5 separate regions of the Mus musculus genome follow, and all the other regions are linked to region 4. A link is a contact called in public HiCAR-type, HiChIP or PLAC-seq and promoter capture Hi-C data. All regions are on one chromosome and are shown on one strand. Each heading gives the region's core, a stretch centred on a gene start, on an enhancer-like site or on the middle of the called end of the contact. The rest is flanking DNA. Distances are from core to core; before and after follow the strand shown.

Region 1 (4,304 bases), core at 702-3,201, 2.8 Mb after region 4:
CACCTGTCTCCATGCCCTGGGTCTGTCTCTGAGTCCTCTCCTTGCACTGATGAATCTTCCTCCTCCTCCTCCTCCTCCCCCTCCTCCTCCTCCTCCTTCTCTCTCTCTCTCTTTCAGCCATTCCTGTTTAGAGCCTGTCTTTCTCTGGAGTCCCTCTGTCACACTTGCACTAAAAGACGGGCCCTCCAGGTGTATACGCTCATGCACACAAGCCTCTCCTCTTCCCACTCAGCCTCCCACTCTTTCACAGGCCATCAGAGTAGCAGCCTCACCCCATCACAGCACATCACAGCACACAGACTCAAAAGTCGCTCACACAGGGATGCATCCTATTTTGCTGGGTCACTGAGTAACCCAGTCCCGCCCCACCCCCCACCCCCCCACTTAACCCAACACACAATGACAAAGGTCCTTAATATACCTGCCCACTGCTGACACTCATGATTTCTCACAGCAGAGGTCACTGCACAGTCAGGCACAGTATCTTAGAGAGTCAAATGTATACATTGTTACCTACCAGTGCAGCTTTAACTTCTCCTGAAGTTCGCATTCACACTGTCTTGGAGTCTCACACAACCACATACTGGTTCAGCCTCACTGCCAAGCGCTCCATTGCCTAGTGTGACAGAGAACCACGTGCTTTTCTTTCCAGGAGCGCCTTTGTGTGGTCACATTTACTCCTGGTCAATTTCCTGATACACAGTGGCCCACATTCTCCCTCCCCATACTGTGTCACATGTTATTACTATCATAGCGGCACAGTGTCTTTTGGTATCATACATTGTTGACATTTGATAACATGGTCTTTTACACACACACACACACACACACACACCATTGTGGGCACAGCCTTTGCTGGGCCTTGAAGTCTATACTACAAACACTTGTCACACTCACTCACTCACTGTTTCTCTCTTCTACATTCAACATTCCCTGTCTCGCAGACCCTGTAAACTCACCTCTGCCACCCAGAACAATCACACACCTTTGCACAGGCAGTCACAAACACAAGCCAACCTCTCAGCGTCACACGTGGTCACCCAGTTTCTCAGGACTCACCAGTGTGGCAGACATACTGTCTCACATCCACACAGTTGGCCACACTAGGTCCCTCTCCCGAGCCTCCCTCTTGCATTCGATCATTTGATCACTTGGGCATTCCAGCTCCCCTGACTCTCTACGCTCTGTAACACGCGTGGTCACCCTTACATGTGGTCAGACTTACGAACAGTCTCCAGGCAGGTCCTCTCTCAGGTCCAATGCCATACACAGTGGCCCACAGTCTCGCTGATAAAGTGTAACAAGTATAACATGGTCAGCCACACATCACACCTACTCTAACAGTCCCACTGAACCCCTTCTTGTCATTCCTAATCTCACCTTGTCACACAGTCACACATCATCTGCTGGCGTCCCACACCACCTCTGAGGCGTGCCCTTACACTGGCGTGGGTCGCACCACCTCTGGACGTCGCATCCAGACCACAGCATCGCTTGCTTGCCTCGCCGCCATCAAGGACTCCCTATTGGCCACACGGTGGCGCCCGCGAACCAAAGTCGCTGCAGGAGCTCAAGCAGAAGAAGAGGCGAAGACTAGGCGTCCCCGTCCGCCCAGCAGAAGATAGAAACGGGAGATCTGGGGGACCCAAGAAGGATAAGAGAGGGAGATGGCTCCCTAGGAAGGTGAAAGTAGTGAGGGATCAGAGTGAGAGGACGGAAAATGGGACAGAGAACTTCAGAGGGCGGTGAGAACTGCAAAGAGAAACAGAACTAAGTTCACAGAGAGACAGACGAAGGATAGATGATGGATGCACAGGGAGAGGCCACAGGAGACAGATACACAGACTGAGCCTTGGAGACAGACACTCAGAGACCGAGTCAAGCCTGCCAAGAGACAAGAGAGACAGAGGGAGCCTTCCCCGCTGGACCACACGGCGGAGGCCGTGCCTATAGGGAGAGAGCATGCTGTGGGTGTGATCAAGGGAGGGGCTTTGTGGGGTGTGTTGAATGGGGCGTGGCCTGGAGGGATGTGAGGGCGGGGTTTAACGTTCCTTTTCATTCTGGCTCTCTGGGATGCTGGAACCCTGGGCAGGGGTGGAGTAAGGAGAAGCGTTTCTTTTGCAGACAGCTCAACCCTATTTTCACAGCCTGCCCTGGGAAGCCAAACTGGTGGGGAAAGATACCAGCCTCTGATAGTTCCCACCTGGCAGTACCGGAGATAGACTCCAAAATCTCGTATGTGCTAAGCAACCACTGAGCTGTATCCCATGGCCCTTTTTAACTTTTTCATTTTGAGACAGTCTCCTATAGTTGCGCTAGACTGGCCTTGAACTTTCTCTGTGGCCAAGGCAGGCTTTGAACTTGCGACCTTCCTGCATTGGCCATTCCAAGGGAGCTGGGATGACAAGTCAGAGCCACCCTGATAGCTTTTTGGAGTTGGGAGTATGGAACCCTGGCTCCCTGCCCCCCCTCCCTCGTGGGTTCACAGGGCCAGGTTGGAAGGAGAACACGGCCCACATCTGGAAAGTATCAGGCGCGCCGGACGTGCCAGGGCCCGGGGCCGGGACTGCGGAAGGGGGAGGGGAGCCAAAGATTGGTGTCTGCCGGCGCCTAGGAGGGGCCTGGGCGCGCGCCGAGCCCGGCGCCTCCCGCAGCTGGTTTTCATCCCCAGATCTGGCCTCGGCCGCCACTGGGGAAGAAACCCAGCTTACTTAAAGCTGGAAAGGCAGGGTGACAGCCCCGTCTCCGGACCAAAGGCTAGAGGAAGGAGGATGGAGGACAAACAGACACGGTCTGGATAACCTCCAGCTCCCTCCTAATCTGCAGATTTACATTTTACGTATTTATTTTTTGTGTGTATGGGGAGGTGTGTGCCAGTGCCACAGCCTTGGTGTGGAACTGAGACCACCTTGGGAGCCTCGGTTTTCTCCTTCCATCATGCGGGTGCCAGGGTGGAACTCGGGCCCACAGGCTTGGTGCCAAAGGCCATCTTCCAGCTGAACCATCTCGAAGTCCTTAATCATTAAGCATCTTAAAGTAAGTCCAGAATCCAGTTTCTTCCCACAAACTCAATTCAGCTTCGCTATTTTCTTGGCTTCCTCAGCTGGCTTCTGCCTTCTGCCTCTGACCCTGTCAACATGTTCCTTGTAGAGAAGTTTTGAGGTGTTTGTCTAGAATCAAGTCCCAGGGTACCTGTAATCCAGGCACTGGGGATGATGAGCCTGGAGGACCAGAACTTCTGGAATAGCCTGGACTACACAGTAAGTTTCCATCTCAACTGGTGCTAGAAAGTGGACCAGCCTAAAAGGGGGGGTGGGGGAGGGGACTGGGGGTTGTATTTTAGCTGGTAAAGGGATTCCATTGTGCAGGAAACCACAGGTAAAACAGATACCAGTAATTCAAGGATTCAGCATGTGGCCAGCCTTGGCTACATAGCAAAATTTTTTTTCATTTTTTTCAAAGATGTGTTTTATGTGTACGAGTGTCTTGCTTCTATGTATGTATTATGTATGTGCACCATACAGGTACCTATGACTAGTTATGGACCACCATGTGGGTGCTGGGAACTGAACCCACGCCTTCTGCAAGAACAAAGTATTCTTAACCACTGAGCCATTTATCCTGCCCCCAAAACTTTTTATTATTTTTTTTAAAAAATAGTTATTTTATGAGTGTTTTGCTTGCATTGCATGTATGTCTGTGTACCACTTGTGTGTCCGGTGCCTGAAGAGGTCAGAAGAGGGTGTTGGGTCCCCTGAAAGTGGAGCTGCAAATGGTTGTGAGTCACCATGTGGTGCTGAGAATCAAATCCCAGTCCTCTGCAAGAACAGATACGCTTAACGGCTTAGCCACATTCCCAGCGACCACAGCAAGCTTAGAAGACGATCAGAAGAAGAGGTACCATGGGGCTAGTGAGGGGCAGGCCAGGAACTCACCATGTAGTCTAGCCTGGTGGAATTTAAAACAGTTCTTCTGCTTGTCTTTTGAGCACTGGCACTACAGGTATGTTAACCATGCCTAGCTGCTGTCCCCAAGTTCCCTCTCAAATTTTAAGTCACTCCCATCCATGCCCAAAGATCTCTTCCTGGGACCAAGGAAGAGATGAGTATAGCAGATATGTTGAGAAAGGCAGCATTAAGGATACAGCCAGAGACTGGAGAGATGGCTAAGTGGTTAAGAGCACTGACTGCTCTTCCAGAGGACCTGAGTTCAAATCCCAGCAAATTTCTTCATAACCATTTAACAACCATCTGTAATGGGATCCAATGCCCTCTTCTGGTGTGTCTGAAGACATTGACAGTGTA
Region 2 (4,916 bases), core at 914-3,413, 2.6 Mb after region 4:
CAGCTTGATTCACTTTGTTGAACTCAGGCTACCTGTAATGTCCTCTACATGGAGAGTGCTTCTGTTAAGTCTCTCAGGTAAACACTAACTCATATGAACTTTTGGTTAGGTTAGGGTTTTTTGGCTGGGAAAAGGAGAGAGAGGGAGAGAGGGGGGGGGGGGGAGACAGACAGAGAGACAGAGAGAGACACAGAGAGAGAGAGACAGAGAGAGACAGAGAGAGAGAACCCAGGTTGACCTGGAACTAACTCTGTGGCTCATGCTAGCCTGAAACAACTCTGGATAAATCTTCCTCCTCAGCCTCTCAAATGCTGGACTGCAAGGGTGAGCCACCAAGCCAGGCTTCTCTTAAGCCTCCTCTGCATGTATAGGCAGGCACTATTACTAGCTCCTCCTCACAGAGGAAATAATAGTATTGTGGCTTGCTCAAGATCACATAGCTTCAGGAACAATTGGAGCTGGGTTCAAATTTGTTAGAGCAGATACTGCCTCAAAAAAAAAAAAATCAAAAGAAAATTCACTTCCTACATGATCCCACTGGCACTGGCAGGTATAGTCAAATAGGGACTGTGCCTAGAAATTAGATTCAGATTCACTCTCAGTCAGACTCTTCAGGAATACGTTGATGCCTGTGGACACACGTCAAATGGACATGTGTACCAACATCGATTTTCCAGAGTGATTGTTAGTTGTAGTCAGGGGTGGAGCGGGGGAGGTGAGGCTGATACACAGCCTTAAAGCACTTATATATAGTGTTAGTGTCTAGATTGAGGACTTAAAGACTAGAATAGGAAGATACACAGTGGGGTCTGAAGATGTTACTGGAGGCTAGACTACCCGTGGCTTCTCAGAAAGAGTTTGGGTTGTCTCACGAGGGAGCTGGGGAGCCATGGAAGGCTGCGGCGGGTGCCAGTTTTACAGTATTCCAGCAAGATGCCTCTGACTGCCATATGGAAGGTAAACTGGAGGAGGGAGGATGAACGCAAGCATCAGAGGAGGCTGAAGCTCTGATCCAGGCACAGGAAATGCAAGCAGCAACAGTGTCATTTAAAAGATCCCTTTGGGGCTGGGGTGTTGTGGCACACGCCTTTAATCCCAGCACTTGGGAGGCAGAGTTAGGCGAATTTCTGAGTTCAAGGCCAGCCTGGTCTACAGAGTGAGTTCCAGGACAGCCAGGGCTACACAGAGAAACCCTGTCTCGGAAGAAAAAAAAAAATCCCTTTGGTGTGGTTGTTTGTATTCGGAACAGCGTCTCAGGTATCCCAGGCTGGCCTTGAACCTGAAATTCTGATACTGTTGCCTCCACCTATCAAGCCTTCAAATTACTGAGGTGCACCTTTCAGCCTGATTTATATAGTGCTGGAATTGGAACTCAAGCCTGGAGCACTCTAGACAAGTACTCTACCAACTGAGCTACATCCATGACCCTTTAAAAGGTTTTTTCTAGGACTTGACATGATGATGCAAAGCTTTAATCCCAACACTTGGGAGGTACAGGCAGCTGGGTCTTTGAATTCAAGGCCAGCCTGGTTTATATAGCAAGTTCCAGGCTAGCCAGGGTTGCATAATTAAATCCTATCTCAAAATAAAAAAATAAAATAAATTAATAAGGATGCTGTTGGGCTCGGAACAAACATGGTACAATTGAGACTTGTCAAGACTTGAAGATCGGGATGCCTTGTTAATAATTCAAAAAGAGCCTTGATTTGCAACGTTCAAGTTTTATTTTGTTTGCTTGAGAAACTACCCATTTTCCAAAAGGGTTACTGAGGAGACAAGAGATAAACTTGTTCAAGGTCACACGAGTAATTGGCAGCACCCAGCTCCAGAGCAAACTCCGGGTTGGGCAGGGTGCTGGTTTGAAAGCAGCCCCACCCGCCGGAGGCAACGCAACCCAATCACCAACCCTAAAGGAAGCCGGGATCTCCAAGAAACTTTTGCAGCCTCGCAACTTTGGGAGTAGGCGCCCTCCCGGCCTGCCCCCATCCACAAGGCCCCTTCTCTCCTTTCTGATTGGCTACTTCTACAAGTACAAGTACGGTCTGGATACCCTCTGGTCACCTTGTCCTCCCGGCGCTCTGGGGGCGGGGGCGGGGGGGGGGGGAAGTTGGGGGGGACGCCGCGCAGGCGCGTCAGGAGTGCCTTTGGGGCCCGCGCTTTACGACACTTGTGCGGCAGCGGCGGCGGTCACTCGGCACTCCTTCGCGACGGTTCGGCCTGGTGCCGCGAGCGGCCGTTGCCAGGGTGGGGGTCGCTTTGCGGCATGGCGATGGCGGAGGGCGAGCGGACTGAGTGTGCTGAGACCCCCCGGGACGAACCCCCGGCCGATGGCACTCTGAAGCGGGCAGAGGAGCTCAAGACACAGGCCAACGACTACTTCAAAGGTGCGCCCGGCCCGGACGGGGTGAGGGAGGGTGGACAGCGGCCCAGGCTGTGGGGGTGCCAGGCCCGGCGGGGAACCATGGCAACGCGGAGCGGCAGCCTGGGCGCCGGGCAAGCACTACAGAGTAGCCAGGCGCGAGGAGGAGGCTCAGGCTGGACGACAGACTGGGGAGAGCTGCTGAGAAGTGGATACCAAGCAGAAGCCACTCACTGGGGAGACTGAGGCAGGCGCTGCTACACGATAGGGGAAAAGCAGGGGGCCGACATGTGAGTGCTACCAAATGTGAGACCTGGACAGAGGTGCTAAATGGTGGTCAGACCTGAAGAGGGCGCTACCAAATAGTGACATGTGTTTAGGGCAGTGATGGCGCTGCCGAGTGGGGAGGCCTGAGATGAGTATGACCGAGAAGAGAAGGCCCAATAGAGAAGGGAATTATGGGGATGGAGGTAGATAATTATATTGGAAGGCGATTTGGGGTGATCCAAGGAAACGAGTAGGGTGGAGAGGTGGAGCAGGAACGAATAGGGTGATCTTGGGCTAAGAGTGCCATGTGGGAGGACATGTCTCCGTTCATTCATTCTTTCAGTACACTTGTATTAAATAAGTGTCATGTGCTACACGGCCTGTGCTTGGCTCTGAGGCTGCAGCGATGAATGCAACACATGACTCGGATTTAAGCAGAACCAATCATTGCAAACTTGTGATGATCACTTTGGGTCAAGGTGACAACACAGGAAATACAGCTTAGAGTCTGCTTTCGATGGTGAGGTCGGGAGTGCCTGGAGAAAGAGGCTTTTTGAGGCGAATTGACAAGGAGTTTTACACGTGGGTCCTGACCACTGAGTTTGTGTGAAGACCCTGGGGTGGAGAGTGATTGAAAACAGACTGGCTTGGCTGGAGTTTGAGGAAACTGGGGGTACGAGGGGAAGACTGATACAAGAGAAGATTAAGATAAGGGGACAGAGCATGCAAAATCTGAATTCGTCACAAAGATGAGTTTTGGGTTTCCTTCGCTGTCCGAAAAGGGACATTGAGTGGGTAGATGGGACCAGTCTGGACTGGAGAAAATTTTGAGTGTAACCAGCCTATGGTTGGAGGTGCCCTGGGAATGGATGAAGTCACCAGAGAGTGGGATCTAGAGAGAACCTAGGATGGAGTTTTCATGTTTACAGCGGAAAAGGGGCTACTGAGGAGAAGTGACTGAGGTGGAAGAGAAACCAGGAAAGGTGCCACAGGCTAAGAAAACAAGGTTCTTCCGGAAAGAAAGCCACGTGCCTGATCACCTAGCCCCAGGCACTGTCCATCAGAGCTTTTGCTCCCAGAGGAACGCGGTGACGTTAACAGCAGTTGTAGATGATAAAGAGGCTGCCAGCCCAGAAGACCCTGGCTGGTGAAGGCAAGTGAGGAATTGGAGACCAACAGGCACAAGTGTCTCGGTTCTGAAAGGGAATGGAGAATTGGGGGCAGATGGCAAGAGGGAGTAGGTGGGGGTCCTAGGGATGCTTTTTCAGCTATGGCCCAAAAGAGAAACAGACCCAGCTGTAACAGATCTGGAGGAGGTGGGGGAAGGTGAGAAGGATTTAGAGTCCTTGGGGAAAGGTGCCCACCCCCCATGGGGATAAGCCCAGACATGGTGCTTGCCTGTCATCCCAGCTCTCTGGAGGTGGAGGTGGGAGGATTGTGAAGACCAAGGAGAGAGGTGAGGCCAGAGTTAGAGCCTTCGGGGGCTGAGTGGTTTTATAGGTGTCATCCTAACGGTGGCTTGGAGCTGTGGAGGGGTTTTAGGAGAGTGGTCCAGTTACTTTGGGTACTGGTCCTCCTTGCTGTTCAGAGACTGGATTCAAAGGCCAGGCTGGAGAGAGGAGACTGGAAGGGAAGACAGGTGAGGGGTGGAGCCTTTGACCAGGCTAGTGGGAGGAACTGAGGCTGGCTGCCCAGAGACGGGGAGGGGAGCAGGTGGCTAAGGTGAGTGGAGCCTGGCACTAGGGAGTGGGGCAGAAGTGGAGGTGGTTAGAAGGGTTAGGATGCAGCTACACATAGAAGGTGGGAGGGGACTTGAGCTGTCAGCAGAGGCCCTGGAGAGCTAAAGCTGGTCCAGATTCATGCCTTCTAAAGAACGGGGCTTAGGGCGGGGTGGGGCTGCTAGAAGGGAGGGAAGTTAATGAGTGTGAGAGATCCTATCAGGACGGTAAGCCTGGCTTGCAAGGTTTGGAAGGTTGGAGGCCACCAGCACCAGTTGACTAGGCCCAGCTATGTACTGGTTGGAAGAAGGCGCGGCCATCTTTCCTTGGGTCCTGAAAAGATCATCCAGAAACTGGGCTACTGCTGCAGAGGACAGGTAGGGGAAGGAGTTAGCCATCGGGAAGGACCCTTCACCCTCACCCCTGCCTCCCAGGTCCTGAGGTTTGGGCTCCCAGGAACTTAGGGCTGGGCAGGCAGCCAGAGGGGCCTGGCCTGGAGCTGACTTGAAGGAGCACCCTTCCTGATCCAGGCCTCCCGCTGCTGTGGGCAGGCAGTGGCAAGCACAGAGCCC
Region 3 (4,940 bases), core at 950-3,449, 2.7 Mb after region 4:
ATCCCTACACCTCAACAGACTACAGAATCTCAAATCATAAATTTTTATATAGCCCAGCTGACCTTAAACTCTCAACCCTCTGCTTTGCCTCCCAAGTGCTGGGGTTACAAGCATGTGACACGATGTCCTGCGCCAAAACTGCTACATTTTTATGGAGGGAAATGGATCAGATGGTCATGGGTCAACCTTGACCCCAATGATGCCTAGTAAGGGCTCTAGGAGGGAGGCCCAGCCTCTTGCTTGATAATCCTCACCTGGGAGGGTAGCTTGTTTTTTCCTCCCCCAATATCCTGAGGTCCTCCTGGTTACCCTGTTGTGGCCCCCTCTGTACCCCACTGAACCCCACCTTAACTAACCAAGTCATCTCTATGTGCATTCACCTTTGGAGACTCGAGGGAAGGCTCCCAGCTTGGTCTTCTGAGGCCTGGATGTTGAAGCAGGTGCATCATGAGGTACCGACACAGCCCTTCTAGCACCAAGCCCTTTCTTCAGAATCGCTGTTTTGTTCTTGGTGGCTTCAGCATCAAGCAGGACATAGGAGAGAGTGCCCAAGCTCACCATCTTCTTCTTCTTCCTCGTGGGGACAGGGATCTTGTTAGAGGCCCAGGTCATGGCTTTCTTCTTTGCGGGGTTCTCCGGTCCACCATCTTGATCTGAATCCTCTAGGTTCCCGGGGCTGTCAGCTGCAGGCAGCGCAGACCGAGGAAGATCGCTGGGATCCCTCCAGACTCTTTTCTTCTTCCATACTGTCTCTTCCTGCTTCACAAAGGGTTTTTTGTTGCTCTTGACAGACTCTGGGATCTCTGAGCTCTGGGCAGCTTCACCAGCTTCCAAATTAACCTTATTGTAATTGCTGTTGTAATTGCTGCCCTGGGATTTCCTCCAGCATATTGGCTCTTGCTTAAGATTTTTTTTCTGCTTCCTCCTCCTGGAGCGAATCTTACCTCCAGGCCTGCGAACTAGAGGTTTTGGAGGGTCACCATGGTCCTCTGTGTTCTTCCAATAGTTTCGGTCCTCCATCTTGAAAGCTGAGCCCACTTCGACGCCCAGCCCGGGTTCCTTCTTTACTCTCTTCCTCGCTGTGGAAGCCCAAGCCTCCATCAACTCAGCCTCAGCAGCCTCCTCAGCCCTTGCTTCTTCATCCCGACTACGGATTGCAGCATCCATGTAGAATATGACCTGTACTACTGCACCCAGGAGCAACCCCAGGGCTTCTGCCCAGTTCGGTGGAGGCTGGTTTGAATTCGGTAGCGGTGGGTTAGGGTTAAGCTTCAAGAGGCGCACCATATCCTCCCAAGTGCGTCCTTCGCCATCCAAGAATTCGTTCAGATTTTTTAAAAAGTCGTCGTCCTGGGTGGGATCCCTGCAGACCACTCTCCAGACACCGCCCCTCCCTGGGAACTCCCGGGGTATAGAGCTCAGATTCACACCCTCGCTAACCTCAACTAGAGCAGCCTTCACGTTCTCTTGCCTCAAAAAAATTTTGTTGAGCACACGGTATGTGCCCAGTGGCAAGAGGACCCCATTCAAGGTCTCCTCAATTTCTGCGTGGCTACAGTACTCAGGGATCCCAGTGACCAACAGGGATCTGTGGATGTCCATTCCCATGCCCCTGCACCAATCTTCCAGCAGGGTCATGGCCACGGGCTCCGACATCTTTCTGCTCTACCTGTTCGTGAAAGAAAGGGGGTGGAGGTAAAGTAAGGCTCCCCAAATATGAATCCTGCAAAGTAACAAGGCAGTGAGGTCAAATCCCCTGGAAGATGGACAGGAATATAGGTCTCCCCTGACTCCTCCACAGCTTTGGCCTTACACAACGCCTCGTCCATAGCGCCTCTCCTCCCCGCTACCCCCCACCCCCGCTCCCAGGATCCTCCTTCCCAGCCTGGGCCCCTGGTGCTCACGTGTCCTGAATATGGTTCCTGGAGCCTGGCGCTCCACAGGTTCACAGGGATATTCTGGCCTCCCCCGCTTCTGACAACTCACCCAGGTCAAAGCTAGGAGCCTGGAGCACAGCTGCTTTCCCAAGCGCAGGCTCTGGCCCCAAAGAGGCCAGGACTCCGTCCCTATGCTTCAGCTCCAGTCAGCACAGGTCACACAGCCTTGATCTATACCGAGCTGGCCAGCTGGCGTTGAAGATCACTCATGCGCACTTGCTTCCTGCACAAGGTCCTCAGATCCGCATCCCCGGCGGTCTCCATGGCAACAGTCCATTGGTTGCTAAGCATCATCCTAGCCTGCTGTGTGTGGGCTCTGCAATCAAACTTAACATGGAAGACAGACAAAAGATGCGACTGCTGTGACTGCTTAGGTGTTCATTGGGCAAAAAGTTCACATTGTGCATCCCTCCAGAGCCGTTTCTCCACCACGGACTACTTTTTCTCTTTAAATACACACACACACACACACACACACACACACACACACACACACATAAACATATATATATATATATATATATATATATATATATATATATATCCCACCCTCACCCACAAGGCAGGGTCCTGTGTAGCCCTGCCTGGCTTGGAGCTCACAGAAACCTACCTGTCTCTACTTCCTGAGTGCTAGAATTAAAGTCTTGTGCCTCCATGTCTGGAAACTTTTATAATTAATTGTTGTTGTTGTTGTTGTTTTATAATGTGTTGTTGTGGTGGTGGGGATCCAATATCCCCTTCTGGCTTTGACAGGCACTACACTCACATAAAAGAAACACACACATAGATGAAAATTTTTAAAAAAATTAAAAGCTCTAGTAAAGAAAGTAATTTATTTCTCAATCCAGTATTTATTTCCCAGATAGACTATACTGTGGAATTCCTTATACAAAGCAAATGTGTATCGTCTGTACAGCTAGAGTTCCATGGTCCTCACGTCCCTTTGTCTGTATTCTCTAACATGGAAAAGGTGGATTGGGAGCGATGGGGAGGAGAGATGCCTCACAGGGACCCCGTGGCTTGGAGGATGTATCTATGGGCAAGGTCAAGTGCAGCCAGGAGGAAGGGCAGTGCAGGAAGTCATCTCCCTAGATAAGTGGGATCTTGCAGTTCTGTGTGCTCTTCAAGGCCATCTGCTGCAGGATGGATGTGGCTAAACCATGGGGACCTCTGGGAGCCCTGAACCTCCTTCTTGACTTCACAACTCCTGGGAGGGTGTGTGGTCACTCCATGGTATGTGAGGTAGTAGCAGGGTGGCATTATTCAAATCATCTTTCACCTTCAGATTCATTCTCCTATCAACAACAATCTCAAAAAAAAAAAAAAAGATGGAAACAAATCCTTAGGGGTTTGTTTGTTTGTTTGTTTTAATGAATGGCGGCTCTTTTCCTTCGTGACTTAGTAAAATAGATGACCCTTTCTATAATAACAAAGCCACTAGCCTTGGGAGAAGAGTAAGTTGGGTCATGTTGCCTGGGTGACTTGCCCAGGAAACGGGTCCGTGAACACAGCACTAGTGAAGAAGGGAAGCTTTTCCAGGGGACTTTTTGTGGTGTGGAATGGTGATGATGGTGATGTTGGTGATGGAGATGAAGAAGAATAAGAAGATGATGATAGAATACGAAGTAATTGGGGCGAGCCGGACAGTGGTGGCACATGCCTTTAATCCCAGCACTTGGGAGACAGAGACAGGAGGATCTCTGAGTTTTAGGCCAGCCTGGTCTACATGGCAAGTTCTCGGCCAGCCTAGGCTACATAGTGAATATGGGGAGAAGACACCCATATTGACTCTGGCCACCACAAGCACACCGAGTTCCAGGCCAGCCAATGCTATATAGTGAGACTTTTTCTCAGGAAAAGAAAAGTGTTTATCAGACTGGTGTTATATAGCTCAAGGGTTATAGCTCACTGGCTGCACTGGAATAGGACCCAGGGTCCATCTCCATGGTGATTCACAATCATCTGTAAGATCCAAAAAATCTGTCTCACTTTCTGGTCACTTTGGTTACACAGAGTACACATGTATACATGCAGGTAAAGGAATTATGCACATTAAATAAAGATGAAAATTTTGACTGTAAATCAATTAAGATATGTTTATAAAGCCAGGCATAGTAGTGCATGCCAGTTTTCTCATCATGAGGATCCCAGAAAATTCAAGGCTTTCCAGGTCTGCATATCAAGTACCAGGCCAATCATGGATACATAACAAGACTGTCTCAAAAGAATTAATTGGTTAAAAGTCAGTATGGGGCTGGGCAGTGGTGGCGCACGCCTTTAATCCCAGCACTTGGGAGGCAGAGGCAGGTGGATTTCTGAGTTCAAGGCCAGCGTGGTCTACAGAGTGAGTTCCAGGACAGCCAGGGCTACACAGAGAAACCCTGCCTCGAAAACAACAACAAACAAACAAACAAAAACAAGTCAGTGTGGTGGTGCCCACCTGTATCCCCTTGGCAGGTGGGTTAAAATTTCAAGGCTGTCCTTGGATGCATTTCAAATTTGAGGCCAGCCTATGCTTTGGGAAACTATCTCAATAAAAAAAAATATTTTTCATGTAGAAAAAGAATATATAAATATACATAGAAACTTTATATGTGTGTTTATATACTATACATGTGTGATTAGTGGAATCAGTTGCCGGACAATCTCACATTAAGGAGCTACACTGATTGCCAGAGGACTTAAAAATAGTTCTGAAGCATCCCTAAGAGGAGTGGTTTCTATGACGACACATGGCCCTGTGGTTTCTATGACAACACTGCAGAGCGGTTTCCAGGACAACACATCTCTGCAACTCCAACGTTTCCATCATTCTCTGCTTTGTATTTAGGGTTATTTTTCCATAGTCTTCCTGTCTGTTTAGCCTTTGGTTTTGTGATTGTTTGGTTTTAGGTTTTGCTTGGAGAGCTGTCCTCTTGCCCAGGCTGGCCTCAGATTTACTACTTACCCAAAGGTAGCCTTGAGCTCCTGATTCTCCTGATCGCTATTGCAGGTGTGCGTCAG
Region 4 (4,407 bases), core at 249-2,748:
ACTCCCAGTCCTTGATTGTGGTCTAACAATCTTTGACTTTTTAGTTACTATAAAATTTGAGAACTTTTTGTAACTGATATAATTCACTAACTTTGTAGCTAACAATTTGAGAGATTTTGTATCTAATGTAAAATCATGGTGTTCTTGTGCTGTGCCATGAAACAAACGTTCGTGAACCCCAAAAAGACCACCAAGGAGCCAAATCCAAAGCAATTGCATTAGGATCTTTTTATTCAAGCTCTTGTTGCGGTGTAGCCTAGAACTAGTGCTAGGTACCGGCCTGTTAGTTTACTTGAGTTCAATCTTAAGTCAGATTCTCTGAGATGGAGTCTGAACCCAAAGGAATTGGTCTCTCACTTGTTTAATGTGCTGAGACATAACCTGTAATCCCCGATAGCACTCCTAGCACTCCTGAGGATGAGGCTAGAAGATGCCGCAAGTTCTATGCTTGCCACAGCCAGGGCTTCATTTCAAGACCTTTCCCTTTACCCATCAAAACGAACAAACAAAAGGAGAAAATAGGATTATTACTCTCATGTATGTTATGTTTTAATCCCAGTATTCTGGAGGCTGAGGCAGGAGGATCAGGAGTTGAGGCCGGCCTGGGCTACAGAATGAGATCCTGTCTTTGTGTTTAAAGATTCGAGGTTTGCAAGAAAGCACAGACCCCTAATGGAAGACGAGTGCTAAACTAAGCGGCCTAAAAGCGGCTAAGGTCCGGGATGAAGGTGGCTCAGCGGCTAAGAGCATATCTGCTCTTCCAGAGGTCCCGAGTTTACTTCCGAGCAACCACACGGTGGCTCACAACCATCTATAAGGTGATCTGATGCCCTCTGCTGACATAAAGATACAGTGCTCGTGTACATAAAACAAATAAACGAGTCTTTATTTGAAAAAAGTGACTAGGGTCCCATTTCCAGGTGTGGTGTCCGTAAGAAAGCAGATACGGCCTAAGGATGAACTACAGTCTCCGAGGGTTGATGACGAAAGCTTAAGACAAGGAAATCGCATCAGAAGCGAAAAGAACAAAGTAATGACCACCCCTTAGGTCGAAAATCCGCAGCCAGAGAGGGGTTTTCTCTTCAAGAGGGGCGTGGCTCTAGCGAATCGCTACGGTGGCCGGAAAAGCTCCGAAACCATCGACTTTGTAAAACCCGAGAAGAAACGGCCATCCGAACTGCGGTGGAATTGCTTGGGAAGACCATACAATCAAAAAAATAACCATCCACCTTGGCCGAGTGTAACAAGTAGAACCCATGAAAAGAGCATTTCCTGCTATAGAAAGTTCAAGCACTCGGAGAAGTCACTCCCTGCTAGACCAAAACAACCAAATTGCGGTGAAAGGGGCGGACGTCGAGTACGGTGGCCTAGTTGGTCCTTCAAGAGGGCGTGGCTTGAGGCGCTCCATTCTGATACGGAAGCCTGGTGGGGACGGGTTAAGCGTAAAATCTCGCGCGATCGCGCTGGCGCCGTCGGGGACGGGGCGGGGCTGGCGGCGGGGGCGGGGACCCGGAGCAGGAAGATGGCGGCGGCGCAGGAGGCGGACGGGGCCGGCAGCGCCGTGGTGGCGGCCGGGGGAGGCAGCTCTGGTCAGGTACGGAGGCCGAGAGGTGCCTGAGGGGGCTCTTCCCCAGCGGGGGGCACCCCTGCAGGGAGTGTCTTGTCCTTTTTGGAGGAACCCGGTGCACCGGGGGCTCCATGCCCCAGAGGGACCTTGAATATTGGGCCCTGGCGGCGCCCGGCCGCCCAGGAGGCCGGACGGTGGCGGGAACCCGGCCCTGTTGCGCGCCGGGTCTCCTGCAGGCTCGCGCCGGGCGTCCAGCGGACTCCTTGCTCGAGCGGAGGAGAGGGTGGCGCGGAGGGGCGCAGACTCGGTCCTCGACTGTGTGGTTCCAGCCTCCAGCACTGTTTCTAGAGAGGGCTGGTGTTCCTGGTCCGCTCCGCAGTGCCCGAGATCGGGGGCAGTGGTTGGTTAATTGAGAGTTTTCAAGCTCAGGGCAAATACGGTAATTGTGGTGGGTAGAGGGCATGGGCTGCGGAGGCCGACCGACCCATTTCACAGACAAGGATCCGAGGGACGACAAGACGAAGGCGCTTGTAGAAGGTCACCCAGGTTAGTTTTGGTGTCCGTTCTAGGAAAAAGCTGACTGTGGGTGGTCTGGGCTGAGATGGGCGCTGTTTTAGCCCAAGCTGATCAAATAAATAGAGAAATAATTGATCCAGGCGCGTTTGCCTCCCAACCCATTACCACCTCAAATAAACTGAGACCTCAGAGCATAGCAGTTCACTCAGGCACCGTGCAGGCTTCTGCTGGAATTGATGGAGTGGAAGCAAGGTGCTGTCGACCCACCCACTGGGATGTCACTGCCGTGTAGGAGGCAGCTCAGGGGTGAGGAGTACCGACTGGGAGGGGTGCATGTAGCTGACTGGATGTGACCTTGGACAAGTTTTCTTCCTTTGGGTCTTTATTTCCCCAGTGGTTAATGGAGGACTTGGGCGAGAGGGCCAGCCTTATGGCTATAAAGATGTCTCCAGTCATGTCCCTGCAGTGAGGGGAGTGGGAGAGGAGATGGTAGCGTAAACAGACTCGGGAAGTGACAGAAGTCGGGATGAGGGGCTGTAGGGTCTCAAAGGAGGGGGACAGATACACTCAAGTGATGAGGTAGAACCCACCTTTTCTGACTGAGTCTTTCTGGCATTTCCAACCAGACCTTGGGTGCACACAGCTCAGGAAATTGCTGGTTTATCCCTGCTGTGGTGAATACACCAGCGGGGTCTGCAGGGACGTCCTAGCCTCTGGTCCTTGGGACTGGCTCCTGTAAGTTTCTGTTGATTATTGGGTGGCAGTGGCGTGAGAGACTGTTGAGCTTCCAGTCACATGTGGAGCCTCTCTGGTTCCCATCTCTGCTCTAAATCTTTGCTTTGTGACTTTGGTCAGGGTCTTCCTATGAAGCTAGGGCCGATGGTGGCCCTTCTGCTTCAGCCTCCCAAGTGCTGGGATGACAGTCTACTTCTAATCCTAGCTTATGCTTGAAAAGTTTTAATGCTCATACTTTGGCCTTCAGGATAAAGTACACATTTTTTTTTTCTTTTTCTTTTTTCTCTTTTTTTAAAGCAGATCAAGATCTGGCATGAACTATTTTCTTTAGACTAGACTAGGCTTTCTTTGTTCTTTTTCTTTTTCTCTCCCCCCTTTTCGTTTTTATTAATTTTTTGAGACTGTCTTTGTAGCCATCTCACGTTTTTGTAGCCCTGGCTGGTCTAGAACTCAGAGAGTTCTGCCTGCCTCTGTCTCCCAAGTGCTGGAATTAAAGGTGTGCCCATTATACCCTGGCTTGTTTGTTTTTATAGTTCTGGAACTCACTCTGTAGCCCAGACTGGCCTGGAACTCTGAGATCCACCTGCTTTTGCCTCCCAAGTGCTGGGAATACCGCTGTGAGCCACCACTGTCCAGCTTAAAAACACCTTGGTATTGACACTTTGAGTTGGCAAATTCCTCACTGTGGGGCTGCCCTGTGCAGTGATAAGTATGGTATTTGCATACTTATGTCAGTAGCATGTGTACCCTTTCCTGGCCTGACAATCAAGAATGTCTCTAGAAGTTTCTAAATGTTCTCGGGGTGGGGGCAGGGGTGATGGAGACAGAATCACCTGCGCTGGAGAGCCAGCTGACTGGAAGAATGGCCTCGACTGTGAACCTCACCCACTAGAGTGAGTGCTTCCAGTCTTCTTCCTTGGAGTCTTGGCCTGTCTTCCCTCTTCTTCCCTCTCTCTCGGGTCTTCTTTTCTGCTCGTTCACACAGTCCTCACCCCGGGGCAGCTGTAAACACACTGCACGTGCAGGATCACGTGAGGATGGGCAGGTTTTGGTTTTGTTTGAAGACAAGAGTCTCACCATGGAGTGAATCCAGCCTCAGACTGAGAATCCTCCTGCCTCAGCTTCCTGACATGATTCTTAGGTCTCAGGCCTCAAGTTTCCTTAAGAAAGAAATCCTCCCAGACTGGGTCATCCTCACATCCTATCTGATGGCCCAGCCTGCCAGCCTGCCCACTGTGTGTTGTGTCTGTCTCCTCCACTGGACTTTTGGTCAGTACTGTATCTCTAGCGCCCCCCCCCCCCCCCCCAGCTTAGGCTGGGCAGAGATGGTAAGTTGGAAGAAGTTTTGTTTTGTTCTGTTTTATTAGTGGTCTAGGCAGTGAATTCCCAGGATTCCTGCATGCCTATCAAGTCCCGCACTGAGCTACAGCCCTAGCCCATCACTGACAGGTGCTCTACCCTGACGCATCTCTGCAGCAGTGAATGGTTGCTGAACCAGAGGCCGTGCTGAGATAGAGTCTGAGGTGGTCATGGTGAATCTGAGCAGTCCTTGAGGACATGGTCCTGTAAGTGGTCGTAATTATTTACCA
Region 5 (4,845 bases), core at 433-2,932, 2.6 Mb after region 4:
TGAAGAGCTGGGGATATGTATGGTTCTGGTTGAGTTTGTCCCAAATTCAATCCTCTGTGCTATAAACACAATAAAACAATAAGAAATAAATAAACCCTCTCTCCTGACAGTTACAGCAAAGTCCTCAGAGTTAATCTTCACTATACTAGTTTGGTTCATATATCTTCCCAAAACTGGTAATCACTGTGGCCAAGGAAGTCCTACAGTGATTGGCTCTGTCTGGATTTTGCCTTCTTCCCTGGAGTTGCTGATAGCATGGATATAGTCAGATTTATTCAAATAAAATCAACTGAAACTAAATGGCATGGGAGCTGGGCATAATGGTACACACCTGTAATCCACTTGGAAGGTGAAGGCAGGAGGATAGAAGTTCAAGGCCAGCTCTTGCTGGCCAGTCTTGACGGGGTTACATGAGACCCCATCTGAAAATAAAATGGAGAAGAGGAGGAAGAAAGAGGAAGGAGAAAGAAGAGGAGAAGGAAGATGGAGAAGAGAAGGCAATGGGAGGAGACAGCTTACTATTTTCCTGAGTTGAGGTGGGGAGCCATGTGGATTTTTAGAGGAGAATTTTTTTAAGTTTTTTATTACATTTTACGTGTGGTGTGTGTATGTGTGTGTGTGTGTGTGTGTGTGTGTGTGTGTGCGCGCGTGCGCGCAGATAAATCAAAGACCTTGCCTTCCACGATGTGGGGGGAGGGGGGAGGGCCTGGGGATTGAACACTGGTCTTCAGGGTTGGCAGCAAGGGCCTTAAACCTGGAGCCAACCGTCTAGCCGAGAAGAGCACTCTAAAGAGAGTGCGCAGTTATGTGTGAAAGTCCTAAGATGGAGCTTGCCCAATAACTCAAAAACAATAAATCCATTTCTGCCGCAGTGTAGAGTGTACCCAAACCTGCATACGGAAGGAACACTGCTCCTTCACCCCTGTCCTTAGTGTCCACGCCCTCTCCAGCCTACACAGGAACTTCCTTCCTCTTCCTTACCCAGCTGTACCGTCTTCCACCTGTCCATGTCACTGCGCACGTATCTCTCATCGGTTCTCTGTTCCCTTTACAAGTGGGTGTGATGAAGCTAAAGCATATTTACTTGACAGAAGCTTAATTATTCATCCGCAGGAACCTGCACAGGGAGTTAAGAGAGGCCACGGGTCAGGATGGGGTGGAGACGGGTGGACAAGGAAGATTCTGGGAGGCGGGGTCCACAGTGGGGCCACACAGTGGAGGGACATGGGGTATGGCAAAGAAAGGGGTTATGAAATACAGGTGAAGTAGAGTTCGGGGTGGAGAGAAGTGGGGACTTGGTACGTCAAGAAAAGGACAGAGCGGGAGAAAGGAGAGGGGGTTGGGAAAGGTGGGAGTGAAGGCAGAGACTGCGACAGGAACTGGGACACAGAGAACAGTGAATCAGATGGTTCAGAAGTGTACATATGGAAGTTCAGAGACTGGAGGGAAATCACGCCCGGCGGGCTCCGGACTGCCAAGGAAGTCTGGGGCAGGGGCGTGGCTGGGGGTGTGCATTACATCGGATTCCCCAACCCCTTGAAGTTCCAAGTCTTCTCCTTTAGTCCCTCCTCCTTCTCGGGAGCAACAAGCCCACCTTCCAATCAGAGCCGCGGGCTGGGCAAAGACCAGCCAATGGAGTGGCAGAGGTGGAGCTGGGGAGGGGGCTCACACAGGCAGGGGAGGGGGACGCTGGGCATCGAGGGCTCTGGAACCGCGAAGGGCGAGCCATGGCGTTGGGGCTGCAGCGCGTGAGGTACAGGGCTTCGGGGATAGGATGGTGGGGTCTGGGGGCTCTCTTTGACGGAGCTTTAAGGGAACCCCTCATCTCTGGGGTGTGGCTCAAGTTGAGGACACTGTGAGGCGCCCGATTGGGGACACATCCCGATGCACCCTCCACCTTAGAGGTTTTCAGGGTATCAGGGATTTACCCCCAGAGCTCCAGCTGTCCCGCCCCCCTCCCCTGGAACTGCTTTGGGGTTATGAGCTGCAATTTCCAGATACATCGGGTTCAATCCTCCATCTGGCTGGGGGTGAAACTCCAAGTTCCTTATGGATTGGAGGTGGTCGCGTTTGAGCAAGGAAGACTTCTTCCAAAAAAGTCTTTTCCTCCAAATCCCTGAAAGGAGTCTTCCTTGGCAGTCTAGCTCTTGTGGTGTTAATAAGGGATCCCCAAACTGGAGTTTCTAGGGAGTCCCTGAAAGACACTATTTCTGAATTCCAGGAGAGAGGTTAATTTTACCATGCCCTTTCTAACAGTCTCCCAAGCTTCAAAATGCTCTAAAATGACATGGGGATAGGGAGGTCCTCATTAGAGGCTGTGTGGGACCTAACCAAGGTCTTTTTGCCTTTCAAAGAGTGGAATGATAGCTGGGGAAGGAGATTCATGCCTGTAAACCCAGCACTTGGAAAGCTATAGGAGATTGATGCTTTCAAAGCCAGCCTGGCCTACATGGCAAGTTCCAGACCAGCTTTGGTCTACATTTTCTTGTCTCAAAAAACAGCATTAAATAAGTAGGGTCGCTCCTTTTCAGTACCAACAGAACAAATCTGAGCCACTTCCTGCGATCTGGTTCTGTGTCAATTTCATCTGCCTGGACCCAGTCTGTAATTGAGGGAGGAGGGCCCCACCCAAACCCTATTTGAGAGACATCCTTCCGAAAGATGCCCTGGCTAATCAAGGGAAGGCAGCGCCCTCCTGTGGCTGGACACAGCTGGGGTTATCCTAGGAAGAAGCGGGTTCTGTGTTCACCTTGCAACAGGTGCAGAGGCTTTGGGACCATAGCCAGTGGAGCCCATTTCGCCAGGTTGCCACGGGAGACCCCAGAAAAATTTCCTAGACTCTTGGTATTCCCTGTCTAAATTGGGGCATCCCTCAAGCCTCACCCCTGTCCCTCCTCCCTGGCTTCCGAGATCTGATTGGTTTTTCTCTACACCCAGTTTTTACCCCCTACCTCAACCCACCCAGGCTCGCCCTTTTTCTGGCCCTGTCTGGCCCATCTATTCCAACTTCTGGCCCTGAGCCCACCCGGGAACTCAGTCCCCACCCCTTCTAGGCCATCCCTGGTGCCGCTCGTGACAGCGCCCCTTTATGGTTGTGTGAGGGCCCTCTCCTAACTTAACTAGGGTGTCATCGCTCCCCCCCCCCCACTCCTCCTCCCGTTAGCACCCAAGGCCAGCCCTTTCCTGTGGTGTCATCCCACGCGGCCGCACATCCAACTTGCACCCGCCTCACAGCTGAGCTCCGGGCCCCTCCTGCACCCCCAGGATGACAGTTGGCATCAGAGGGGGCTTGGGTGAGGGTGAGTGGTTACCTCTGGCGCCGTGTGCCCCTTTCTTTCTTCTAGCTTCCGTCTCCAAGCCATCTTACTCTTTGTGGGGAGTATTCATAGGAGATCAAGAATGAGCACACTGCCCTGAATACCCACCTGAGAGCAGGGTTTCCGGGAAAAACAGGACAGATGGCTAGACACCCCACCGAATGACATGAGAACAAGTTGGATCAAGGTCAGAGAGACTCCCCACTGACCCCTACCTTAAGTCCTTTCTCCAACCCAAACCTTGTCCCCTGGCCTCTCAGGTCACCTCCAAGCAATATCAAAGGGGTCAGATGTAAAGCTAAGCCCCCAGTGCACCTCAAACCCTCTACAGTTTTGGCAAGCCCCTCCACCCCCCAGTACCCAGCTAAGAGTCAGAGAGAAGCTCAGAATGTGAAAATTCTTAATGTCTTAATTCCCTGAGCTGTTCGGGGTGAGAAAGAGATGGGGTCTTTTCTCTCTTGGCTAAGACACCACTGGGCCCCAAGTCCCCCTTCCCAGGCCTCACCCTGGGCCCCTAGGCCCCACCCTCTGTTCTCAGTTAGAACACGGAGTGAAGGTGGCAAGGTTCCAGGCGCACGTCCCAGGCTGGGCACACTGCCAAGGGGTTGGCCCAGAGCTGGGCCAGCTAGGGAGATCCGCAGCGGTGCTGGGACAGGAGGAAAGGACTTAAGGCCACCAGGCAGAAAGGAACAGACAGGAGTCCCTGGGGTGGTGGGCACACCTTCTTGAAGAATAACATTTTAGAACACAGGCTCTAAAGTCAGGGTTCAAACCCCCAAGCTTCCACTCCCTGGCCCAGGGATTTCCCTCCCAGAGCACCAGCTTCCAGTCTTGGATAATGGGAGTCAGAACTCTCCCAGTGAGGAAACAGATCTCTCCCCCACCACATACACACACACACACACACACACACACACACACACACACATACACACACACAATGAGGTGCCTGAAATCAACAGACCCTGCTCTTGGGAGCCTCGGCAATTTCTGTCACCCATCTGAGGTGGCTTCCAAAGCAGGAAGGTAATGGTGGGTGCATGGTGGGTATGAAGCTTCCCTGAGAGACAACTGAGCAAGGTAGACTGGAATGGCCATGAGATTACCTCCTGAGCCACCCAGGCTAGCCCTGTCATTGCTCTGGGCCTCAGCCTCTGTCTAAGACAGACTAACCTCGAACTCATCACATTCCAGGATGACCATGAATTCAGGCTCCCTCTGCTCCCACCCCCTTAGTGATAGATTTGCAGGCAGGTACCACATCCTGTGCATGTAGTTCCGCTAGGCAAATGCTCCTCCTGCTGAACTGCATGCATCTCAGGCCCTGTTTCTGTCTTTAAAAATATATATATGACTTTATTTATTTCTGTACCCGTGTGTATAGGGAAGAGGTGTTTGTTTGCCTTTGAGAGTGTGTGAAGGTCAGCGTTCAGTTCTCTAATCCACCGTGTGGGTTCTGGGAATCGAACTCAAGTGGTCAAGCTTGGCCCTGTTCCTACCTTCTCAAAAGGGAGATGATCACTTCTGG

Evidence for each region. Promoter capture Hi-C pulls out the DNA fragments that hold promoters and counts their contacts. HiCAR-type assays count read pairs that join an accessible place to other places. HiChIP or PLAC-seq counts read pairs in DNA pulled down with a chosen protein or histone mark.
Region 1: an H3K27ac HiChIP or PLAC-seq map of embryonic stem cells shows a contact between it and region 4, with 4 times the contacts expected there. The contact joins the promoter of Gng8 here to the promoter of Clptm1 in region 4. A contact is called at or near these places in 4 of 115 datasets of contacts at active chromatin or transcription factors (astrocytes, embryonic limb bud, embryonic stem cells and 1 more).
Region 2: a HiCAR-type map of astrocytes shows a contact between it and region 4, with 4 times the contacts expected there. The contact joins the promoter of Ppp5c here to the promoter of Clptm1 in region 4. A contact is called at or near these places in 1 of 39 promoter capture datasets (hippocampal neurons) and 2 of 115 datasets of contacts at active chromatin or transcription factors (astrocytes and pro-B cells).
Region 3: a HiCAR-type map of astrocytes shows a contact between it and region 4, with 5 times the contacts expected there. The contact joins the promoter of Pnmal1 here to the promoter of Clptm1 in region 4. A contact is called at or near these places in 1 of 39 promoter capture datasets (hippocampal neurons) and 1 of 115 datasets of contacts at active chromatin or transcription factors (astrocytes).
Region 5: a contact with region 4 is called in a promoter capture Hi-C map of hippocampal neurons, with 14 times the contacts expected there. The contact joins the promoter of Hif3a here to the promoter of Clptm1 in region 4. A contact is called at or near these places in 1 of 39 promoter capture datasets (hippocampal neurons), 1 of 484 Hi-C or Micro-C datasets (B cells) and 1 of 115 datasets of contacts at active chromatin or transcription factors (embryonic forebrain).

The regions. Positions count from the first base shown.
Region 1 is chr7:16,889,433-16,893,736 of GRCm38.p6, reverse strand. Gng8 (guanine nucleotide binding protein (G protein), gamma 8) reads right to left here and starts at 1,951. Exons shown (of 4, transcript NM_010320.3): 1 at 1,381-1,951; 2 at 1,226-1,287.
Region 2 is chr7:17,025,161-17,030,076 of GRCm38.p6, reverse strand. It overlaps Ppp5c (protein phosphatase 5, catalytic subunit), which reads left to right and starts at 2,163. Exons shown (of 13, transcript NM_011155.2): 1 at 2,163-2,384. The coding sequence starts at 2,264.
Region 3 is chr7:16,956,938-16,961,877 of GRCm38.p6, reverse strand. Pnmal1 (PNMA-like 1) reads right to left here and starts at 2,199. Exons shown (of 3, transcript NM_001007569.2): 1 at 1,987-2,199; 2 at 381-1,669. The coding sequence starts at 1,656.
Region 4 is chr7:19,662,121-19,666,527 of GRCm38.p6, reverse strand. Clptm1 (cleft lip and palate associated transmembrane protein 1) reads left to right here and starts at 1,498. Exons shown (of 14, transcript NM_019649.2): 1 at 1,498-1,594. The coding sequence starts at 1,523.
Region 5 is chr7:17,059,264-17,064,108 of GRCm38.p6, reverse strand. It overlaps Hif3a (hypoxia inducible factor 3, alpha subunit), which reads left to right and starts at 1,682. Exons shown (of 15, transcript NM_001162950.1): 1 at 1,682-1,753. The coding sequence starts at 1,728.